Regions from separate parts of the Mus musculus genome. Here region 2 is linked to region 1. A link is a contact called in public HiChIP or PLAC-seq data. All regions are on one chromosome and are shown on one strand. Each heading gives the region's core, a stretch centred on a gene start, on an enhancer-like site or on the middle of the called end of the contact. The rest is flanking DNA. Distances are from core to core; before and after follow the strand shown. Region 1 overlaps Mgat4a (mannoside acetylglucosaminyltransferase 4, isoenzyme A). Region 2 has its middle 28 kb from the start of 4930556I23Rik.

Region 1 (5,125 bases), core at 832-3,331:
TATTCCCTCCTTGGGGATTCTGGTCACTGGTGTCCTGCCTCTCCTGATCGAGTTGTTCCCTGTTTTTATACCAGTGTCCTGGGCTCCGGGGCTCCTTCTACATCGGTGCTTTAGACTCAGTTTCATGGTCTCTAAACAGAGCCAGGCAGGGATGCCTTTCATCTTGGTATCAACACTGGCCCTCAGTGTTAAAGTTTTGTGTTTCTCCCTCTCCTACTGAGGATGCTGGTGTATTTTGTCACTATGTAGCATTTACAATTACAGGCCGATGCAGCTGAAAGGAAATCGCCCAGGGATTTCTGTGAACTCTTTTTTTTGTTTGTTTGTTTCATTTTAGTCTTTTTAAAACAAATGTTTACTCCTTGAAATTATACTATTGAGCATTTTTACCTTGTCATTTTGTTTGTTTGGTTTTTAAGCCAATGATTTGCTCTGTAGCTCTGGCTGCCCTGGAACTTGCTATGTGGACCAGACAGGGCTGGAACTCACAGAGATCCACCTCCCTTGGGCATTAGAGGGCTGGGATAAAAGGTGCACACCACAGTGTCTGACGTCATTATTCTTCAAAATACTATTTGCATTAAAATTTTATTTTAATGGTCTAAGATTTTACTCTATGGCACAGGCTGTTCAAGAAGTAACTTATGTAGCCCAGGCTGGCCTCAGACTTGTGAGCCTCCCGATTCAGCCTTGCAAGTGCTTAGGATTAGCCGTGTGTACTCCCCACACCAACTGAAATACTTTTCTAGCTAATGTGCTAATCATAGACCACAGCAAATGAAGCATTTCCTTCTATAATTAGCAAATGAATGTTTTCCTGGGTCACTTTTGCCCTTCCAAATCACAGCTCTGTGAGAGACATTTTTGCGAAGCGTTTGGTTACATTTCTGGCAGCCCTTGTGATCTTCATTAGATTATGTTTTGATGGCAGGCGATTTCCAAACACACCATTTCTGGAACAAGACAGAAAGCAATTAGGTATTTGTGGAACGAGTGAAAGCTAAAATCATGGAGAGGAAACGACTGAGTCACAGGACAGACTGTGTTAGGGCCTTTGATCCTGCTGACTATCTAGGACAGGCATCACACCGTGACTGACAGCATCCTTCAAAGGGCTGCTGCTTGCTGGAGTGGAATAGGGTATTGTAACTTACTGATTCTTCTCACGTGGAATTCAAGTTTAATTTTATCTATGATGTGATGTATTTTTGTGGGTTTGATATGGATGTTTTTGTCTGCATTATGTCTGTGTACCACATCTGAGAGGCGCCCAGGGAAGCTAGAGGAGGGTGTTAGAGCTCCTGGCACATGTGAGCCAGGACCTCTGAAAGAGCAGCCGGTACTGTCACCACTGAGCCTGTCTCTCCGTCCCTCATGTCATATCTTTCATGGCATTGTGGCCACAAGTCCATAATGCTGACTGCCTTGTTTAGAAGGTGAAATCTCAGTTGAATGAAAATTGACAGCACTATTGTCTAATTAACAGAAATTTTTACTCTGTACTCTGTTCAGTGGCTCATCCACTCCTCTGGATGAAACGGAAACCACTTTTAGATTGACACGTACTGAGCGTTCCCAACTTCTAAATATTTTCAGTGACTATTTTAGGGAAATCTATCTTCTATATAAAAGTTTGATGAAATGCTAGTGCATAAAGAAAATGAAAGTTAGGAAGGACAGGCACATGCCTGGCATGGAAGAACATGGCTTCATGGAAGATTTGAGACCACGTGGGCTGTATATATCAACAACCTGTCTTTAGGAAAGAAAAGAGAAGAAGACAGGAAAGTGAAATTGAGCTGTGGCCAGTGTGCTTGCTGCAACTTCCTTTCTAGACTGCTGCGTAGTTAGTGCCTGCCTGGCTGTTTCTCCTGTGTTCTCAGTTAATTTTCAAAAGAGAATCGGCAGCAACTTCCGGAAGGTAAGGGGTTCCTGCCACTTAAATTGTCTTTCTGTGTTTCAGATAATACCATAAAGCTTCTAAAAGAGTTGACAAGCAAAAAATCACTTCGAGTGCCAAGTATTTATTATCATTTGCCTCATCTATTGCAAAATGAAAGAAGCCTTCAGCCCGCCGTACAGATTGGCAGTGGAAGAACGGGAGGTGTGTTCACTGTGCGCCTGCTATTGGAACTGTGGTTTGGAGGGGTTGATTGACCACTAGGAAGATGTCTAGCAGGACAAAGGAGTAAAATTAAATATACGTGCATATTTAATATATTAACATAATTACTATATTAGATTCAATAATTAAAAAGAAAATAAATATTGATATTATCATATTAATTCATCTCATTAGCATATCAATATTAGCATACTTAATATATTTGTATTTAAGTTATTATAGTAACAATATTAAAATATATAACTATTGGTGGTATTAAATTATTAAATTGTGGTTGTTAAATTATAATATATAATTTATTGATATATTTAATATCTGCACAGCATCTTGGGGCTTAGTGCAATCTGCTTATTGAAATGATATGGACATCTTTTCCATATATCTAAACAGGATCAGTACACATGTAGTTCAGGCAGATAAACCTTGAACCTTTGTCAGCTTTCTGTTTTAAAAATGGGGAGGTAGAGAGATGACCCCTCCCCCATGTCTGAGTCTGGCATTAATGGCTCTTCACAATCCTGCCTTAGGGGTTTGTCTTCAGTCTGCTCCGCCTTCCCCTGGACATGTAGAGGCAGAACATTGCTCTCAGGAGCATCCCATGTGGGAACACCTGCTATTGCTATGCTTTTCCTGCCTAAGCAGTCCTGGAATTCTCCTCCGAGGACCTTTTAGCTACTTAATATTTCTAGTGTTTCATTTTTACGAGACTTTAAAATTTTTGACTTAATTGAACTTGGACTTTTTAGGTGGACTTTTTCTTCATAGATTTAAAATGTAGAGATGAAAATATTACAATTGGGGAAACAATAATTCTAGAGATACTAAAATTCTTCTGCCTTTGTTGTTGTCTGGGGATTTTTTAAAAAATGAGGTCTCACTATGTAGGCCAAGCTTCCCTTCCCTTCCCCCCACTGGGATTTCAGGTGTGTGCCTTGCCAGATTGAATTTCATTTTTGTGTTAAATTTTTTTTGGATTTAACTTTATGTGTTGAACCCCATCCCATGGGATAGCAGGACTGCCACCCTCAGAACTCGTAGAGAGCATTGGCTGTCCTGGACCTGGGGTTAGATGTGGTTGTGAGCCACCATATGGGCGCTGGGAATAGAACCCAGGTCCTCTGCAAGAGCAGCAGGTGCTCTTTGGGGCTGAGCTGTTTCTCCAGCCCGTGGGTTCCTTACCTGGCTTTTCCTTTGTGTAGTTCTCCTGTTTGTACCCAGGGCCTCGTGCATGCTAGACCAGCTCTCCTCCACAGAGTTGGATCCACAACTCTGGATACCTTAAGCACCTTTCTCTTTATCTCTGGTCATTTGAGCTGTTATGACGTTATTAGTTACTATGTTACCATGTTACTATGTTACCATGTTTCGATGTTAACGATATTACTAAGCCTCTGCATCCATCTCCCTTGGTTCTTCTATCTTTATGTCTTATAAACAACTTAAAACAACGTATGATCTTCCTATAGAAGTTGTGTGTCTTATGCTAGCCCATTCAGATTAACTTTTGTTTTTAAATTATTAATTCAAGAAATATTTGTTGAGGAGAGGCATCCGTCCTTTGGGGGCTAGATATAGAAACTCTCATGTGTATAGGACACTGTTAGCTACTTTCTTTAGAACTTCAATTGCTAATTATTTTTAAAAGGTAACATTGATATCTCCCTTTAACAGCCAGTCTGGGTAAGGTTCCATAGTCAATTTAGGCTGCACTTTCATTAATGAGAGTAACAAATGAAAAAAAGACTGTGTTTTTAAAAGTCTTTTAACATCTGAGAGGCAGAGACAGAGGCAGAGGCAGGCAGATGTTCATGAGTTCCAGACCAGGCAGGGCTCCACAGTGAGATTATGTCCCCTCAACTCAGCCCCCCAAGTCATTTGGAATGTTGAAGATCTCTAGCAAGTTCTTTTTTTTTTTTTTTTTTTTTTTTTTTTTTGGTTTTTTTGAGACAGGGTTTCTCTGTATAGTCCTGGCTGTCCTGGAACTCACTCTGTAGACCAGGCTGGCCTTGAACTCAGAAATTCGCCTGCCTCTGCCTCCTAAGTGCTGGGATTAAAGGCGTGCACCACCTCGCCCGGCCCTCTAGCAAGTTCTTTTTTTTTAAGATTTATTAATTCTATCTATATGAGTACACTGTACCTGCCCTCAGACATACCAGAGGAGGGCATCAGATCCCCTTATAGATGGTTGTGAGCCACCATGTGGTTGCTGGGACTTGAACTCAGGACCTCTAGAAGAGCAGTCAGTGCTCTTAACCACTGAGCCACGTCTCCAGCCCCGCAAGTTCTTATCTAGTAAGCTCTTCTGGTTTGATGGCTGACACTCTGTCTTCCTTTTAAACGAATTTTTTTTTTATCTCACTCATTTTATCCATTATAAACACTCCAAGATCTTGACCATCTAGTTTTTTAAAAGTCCACAGTCTATAAAGTGAGTTCTGTTTTTAAAACATAGGAAAAGCAGTCATCTTGGAGTATGGGGGAACATCCTTATTTAACTTAAAAAACCAAACCTCTCTTTCCTAAACCCTTAGACAATCCTTAGTGGTTCGAGAGCTAAGAACCCTTAAAATGTCCTTAAAAGAAGCCATTGACCTCTGCTTAGAAAAACATATATAGAAAAGTTATTTTGCACATGATTTCTGGGATTCGTGTTTTTCGGAAGCTCAGAACCTGTGTAATAAATAGGGATTTTGCGTCAAGAACGTCCATTGTCTAGATCCAAGCAGAGCTGCTGCTTGCCAGAGGTTCTGTTCTTCAATAGTCAGTCTGCTTAATCCCAGAGCAGCTGCAAAGCCATTCTCAGGCTCAGGGGGAGGGGCAATGCTCCAGGTGTTGGCTGGTCCGAGAGACCGGCTGGGATTCTGAAGTTCTCTCATACAGCCCCTCGGTCCTCCCACACATTAGTGGCTGGGGTAGCCGGGCACAGCCAACACGGACGACAAAGCAGTGGCATTGTTAAGTATGGCATGGCCAGCAATATGGAGGCCAGTAACTTGGTGA
Region 2 (5,125 bases), core at 1,782-4,281, 90 kb before region 1:
CCTTCATTGGGGGTCGTGTGTTCCATTCAATAGCTGACTGTGAGCATTCACTTCTGTATTTGCCAGGCACTGGCATAGCCTCACACCAGACAGCTATATCAGGGTCCTGTCAGCAAAATCTTGCTAGCATATGCAATAGTATCTAGGTTTGGTGGTTGTTTATGGGATGGGTCCCCAGGTGGGGCAGTCTCAGGATGGTCCTTCCTCTGTCTCTGCTCTGAACTTTGTCTCTATAACTCCTTCCATGAGTATTTTGTTCCCCATTCTAAGAAGGAACAAAGTAGCCACACTTTGGTCTTTCTTCTTCTTGAGTTTCATGTGTTTTGCAAATTGTATCTTGGGTATTCTAAGTTTCAAACAGGTGACAGCAGATGCTGGCTAGGATATGGAGAAAAAAGTTAGGGGACTTTTGGATAGGAAACTAGGAAAGGGGATAGCATTTGAACTGTTATGAAGAAAATATTTAATAAAAAAATAAATTAATGAGAGGGCAAAGAAATAAAAAAAAGACATGGCTTAAGAAAATAAGGAATAAGGTGCCTCCCCCTTCCCCCCCCCTTTTTTTTAAGAAACACTGGAAACATGATTTTGCATTTTGTGAAAAGGGTGTAAGTTACATTATGGCCTTATATCCACTTATCAGTGAGTGCATATCATGTGTGTTCTTTTGTGATTGGGTTACCTCACTCAGGATGATATCCCCCAGATCCATCCATTTGCCTAAGAATTTCATAAATTCATTGTTTTAAACAGCTGAGTAGTACTCCGTTATGTAAATGTACCACATTTTCTGTATCCATTCCTCTGCTGAGGGACATCTGGGTTCTTCCCAGCTTCTGGCTATTATAAATAATGCTGCTATGAACATAGTGGAGCATGTGTCCTTATTACCAGTTGGAACACCTTCTGGATATATGCCCAGGAGAGGTATTGCTAGGTATCCTCCCATTGATGGCCTACTAATGCAGCTACATATGCAGCTAGAGACACAAGCTCTGGGGGGTACTGGGAAGGAAAAGGGGGAATACTATGGTAGTACTATGTCCAATTTTCTGAGGAACCGCCAGACTGATTTCCAGAGTGGTTGTACAAGCTTGCAATCCCACCAGCAATGGAGGAGTGTTCCTCTTTCTCCACATGCTCGCCAGCATCTGCTGTCACCTGAATTTTTGATCTTAGCCATTCTGACTGGTGTGAGGTGGAATCTCAGGGTTGTTTTGATTTGCATTTCCCTGATGATTAAGGATGTTGAACATTTTTTCAGGTGCTTCTCAGCCATTCAGTATTCCTCAGTTGAGAATTCTTTGTTTATCTCTGTACCCCATTTTTAATATGGCTATTTGATTTTCTGGAGTCCAGCTTCTTGAATTTTTTTTAAATATATATATTGGATGTTAGTTCCCTATCTGATTTAGGATTGGTAAAGATCCTTTCTCAATCTGTTGGTGGCCTTTTTGTCTTATTGACAGTGTCTATTGCCTTACAGAGCTTTGCAATTTTATGAGGTCCCATTTATCAATTCTCGATCTTACAGCACGAGCCATTGCTGTTCTATTCAGGAAATTTCCCCCTGTGCCCATAACTTCGAGGCTTTCCCCCACTTTCTCCTCTATAAGTTTCAGTGTCTCTGGTTTTATGTGGAGTTCCTTGATCCACTTAGACTTGAGCTTTGTACAAGGAGATAAGAATGGATCAATTCACATTTTTCTACAAGATAACCACCAGTTGTGCCAGCACCATTTGTTGAAAATGCTGTCTTTTTTTCCACTGGATAGTTTAGCTCCTTTGTCATAGAACAAGTGACCATAGGTGTTCATTTCTGTGTCTTCAGTTCTATTCCATTGATCTGCCTGTCTGTTGCTGTACAAGTACCATGCAGTTTTTTTGGTTTATTTATTTATTTATTTATTTATCACAATTGCTCTGTAGTACAGCTTGAGGTCAGGCATGGTGCTTCCACCAGAGTTCCTTTTATTGTTGAGAATAGTTTTTGCTATCCTAGACTTTTGGTTATTCCACATGAATTTGCAAATTGCCCTTTCTAACTCAGTAAAGAATTGAGTTGAAATTTTGATGGGATTGCATTGAATCTGTAGATTGCTTTTGGCAAGATAGCCATTTTGACTATATTAATCCTGCCAATCCATGAGCATGGGAGATCTTTCCATCTTCTGTGTTCTTCCTCTATTTCTTTCTTCAGAGACTTGAAGTTTTTATCATACAGATCTTTCACTTGCTTAGTTAGAGTCACACCAAGGTATTTTATATTATTTGTGCCTATTGTGAAGGGTGTTGTTGCCCTAATTTCTTTCTCAGCCTGTTTATTCTTTGTGTAGAGAAAGGCCACTGATTTGTTAGAGTTAATTTTATATCCAGCTACTTCACTGAAGCTGTTTATCAGGTTTAGGAGTTCTCTGGTGGAATTTTTAGGGTCACTTATATATACTATCATATCATCTGCAAAATATTTTGATTTCTTTCTTTCCAATTTGTATTCTCTTGATCTTCTTTTTAATTGCTAATTAAAAATTAATTAATTGCTCTGGCTAGGACTTCAAGTACTATATTGAATAGGTAGGGAGAAAGTTGGCAGCCTTGTCTAGTCCCTGATTTTAGTGGGATTGCTTCAAGTTTCTCTCCATTTAGTTTGATGTTGCCTACTGGTTTTCTGTACATGGCTTTTATTATGTCTAGTTATGGTCCTTGAATTCCTGATCTTTCCAAGACTTTTATCATGAATGGTTGTTGGATTTTGTCAAATGCTTTCTCAGCATCTAACAAGATGATCATGTGGTTTTTGTCTTTGAGTTGGCTTATATAGTGGATTATGTTAAACCATCCCTGCATCCCTGGGATGAAGCCTACTTGATCATGATGGATGATTGTTTTGATGTGTCTTACGTGTCATCTGCCAAAGGCTAAGTACTCAGCATGTACTGTTGAATTAGGCTCACAGAATGCAGACCCCTCCCATACAGAGACCAGGCTAGCAGCTATATTGTGAGGTTAAAGAGAAAGAGGAAGCGAAACCAGCAGAAAATGCAGCTGCAGCGGCAGCATGCCAGGGTATGACTGAGGCTCTGGGAATTTCCGCACAGCAGGCTTCTGTGAGAAGATATCGGTCTTTCCTCTTTTTCTGGGCCTCTGCTTCTCAAGACTTCAACCCAAGTAGAACTTATGCCTTTGGCTCTCCAGCTCATACCTCTGAACTGTGCCATGAGCCTTTCTGTTCCAACTGACAGATGGCACATGGAGGAGCCTTCTGGGCCTTCAGAATCACGTGACCCCACAGCTGACCGCAGACCTCCACACTGCACAGACACACTGTCCTGGGTTTGCGATGGTTCAGCTTTTGCAGTCCCAACTTCATTGTGGTACAAAGACAGTCAGTCACTCAGTAGAAACCACGCTTCAGGTTTGGGTTTTCTTCCAGCCCTAGGCTGGCAATGCAGTCTTGGCACGGTGAGCAGGTTCCAGCCGGGAACCGATGACTCAGTACTTCCGGTGTGCCTGTCACTCAGCTCTCCTTTGAATGTAATGTTTCTCTTAGTCTGCAGACCCAGTGTGCTTCCAGTGGCGAGTTTTAATGGTGAGTATCTACATACCCATTCTGTTCTCACAGGCCGACTTCAGGATGGTTCCTGTGACAGTCAGTTGCAGGGTAAGCTTGATGGTGGATACCTTTGCCATGCTGCAGACTATTAAGTGACCAAGCATGGTGGGCTAGGCTGGATGTATTGAATGCTTTTCTTTTTTTTTTTTTTAAACTTGGTATTTATTTTTAACTTGCAATGGATTTGTCAGGACTTAAGCTCACAACAGACAGAGGAGAGGGTATTTCTGTGTATGCGTGCATCTTCACAAGTGTGTCTCTGCTCCTGGTTTTGTTTCTCTGGAGAGTCCTGAGTGGCACCCCCAACAGTGGCTTCAAATATACTGCGAGAACAAGTGTCTGTCCTTATGCAACACTGAGATTTACTGGCTGTCACGCCTCAAACCTCTTTCATAAACAGGTTGGTGAGCAATGGCCATAAGAAAATGCATTCGCTGAGCCCTCCCACTGCTCTAGTGGATAGTGGCTATGGGACTGGAAATACTCAGGGGCAAGGGGTGGCGTCACTAGAGTAGAGGAACAAAGCCAATTCCCTCTGTGGTCCTAAGCCAGCTTGGAGGAAGGTAAAAGTTCATTCATATTGGTTGGAAGTTGGTACACAGCTCAAAAGGAATGCTTTGTATGCTTTCCCATGACTATGCATGCACACATACACGTACATATACATACATACACAAGCACATGTACACACATACACACACAAGCATATACACACATATATACACACAAGCACAGGTACACACATATACACATATGCACACATACATATATACAAGCACACATGCACACACATACACAAACACACACATATACACACATACATAAACACACAAGCACATGCACACACACACATATACACACATACATAAACACACAAGCACATGCACACACACATACACAGGCACACATACATATACACATATACATACAGACAGACACAACACATACATATACACACATACACACACAAGCACATTCAAACACATACACAAGCACAGGCACACACATATACACATATGCATGTACACATACACACACACATACACATGCACACACATACATGCACACACACACAGGTACACACACACCTACCAGTGCTCCCACATGAAGTTACTCAAATACATACAACACTTGTTGTCATGGGTCTTCCACCTTTATTGCAACCAAACTTCATCCCTATAGGATTCTTCCCAAAGCCTCTCATCCCATGGGGAAACATGTAGTTCTTCCATGCCAGAAGGAAACTGCCCAGTGCGGGGATGTAGGGTTTGACAGGAGAGCAGGCCAGGTACCTGGAGTTCTCCTAGCTTCCCAGAGACATTCTAACCACGGGATGCTTGACAGGTACTTTGATAATAAGCAGCTTAACAGAAAGCATCTGTTTCCTGCTTAGTTTAAACAACTGATTCCTTGTACATTGTGCTGGTCTTGGCCCCTAGCAAGGTACAGATTATAAATCTGTGGTGGATGTCCTTTCCTGTCAGCACTATTTAAACACCTCCAAGGGTGCCT

Evidence for each region. HiChIP or PLAC-seq counts read pairs in DNA pulled down with a chosen protein or histone mark.
Region 2: an H3K27ac HiChIP or PLAC-seq map of microglia shows a contact between it and region 1, with 2.2 times the contacts expected there. The contact joins two enhancer-like sites. A contact is called at or near these places in 4 of 115 datasets of contacts at active chromatin or transcription factors (the 230-238 cell line, the HPC-7 cell line, bone marrow-derived macrophages and 1 more) and 4 of 9 other capture datasets (adipose tissue, bone marrow-derived macrophages, liver and 1 more).

Annotation. Positions count from the first base shown.
Region 1 is chr1:37,492,852-37,497,976 of GRCm38.p6, reverse strand. Mgat4a (mannoside acetylglucosaminyltransferase 4, isoenzyme A) reads left to right here. Exons shown (of 16, transcript NM_173870.3): 4 at 1,964-2,104. Among named protein-coding and RNA genes, the nearest start is that of Gm39627, 8.1 kb to the left of the region's middle. Within about 2 kb of position 2,081, at least 89 of the 459 cell types and tissues checked have an H3K27ac peak or open chromatin away from gene starts, as enhancers often do. A contact at or near this core is called in the 230-238 cell line, the HPC-7 cell line, adipose tissue and 2 more, where this site is marked.
Region 2 is chr1:37,584,252-37,589,376 of GRCm38.p6, reverse strand. No RefSeq gene overlaps it. Among named protein-coding and RNA genes, the nearest start is that of 4930556I23Rik, 28 kb to the left of the region's middle. Within about 2 kb of position 3,031, at least 197 of the 459 cell types and tissues checked have an H3K27ac peak or open chromatin away from gene starts, as enhancers often do. A contact at or near this core is called in the 230-238 cell line, the HPC-7 cell line, adipose tissue and 2 more, where this site is marked.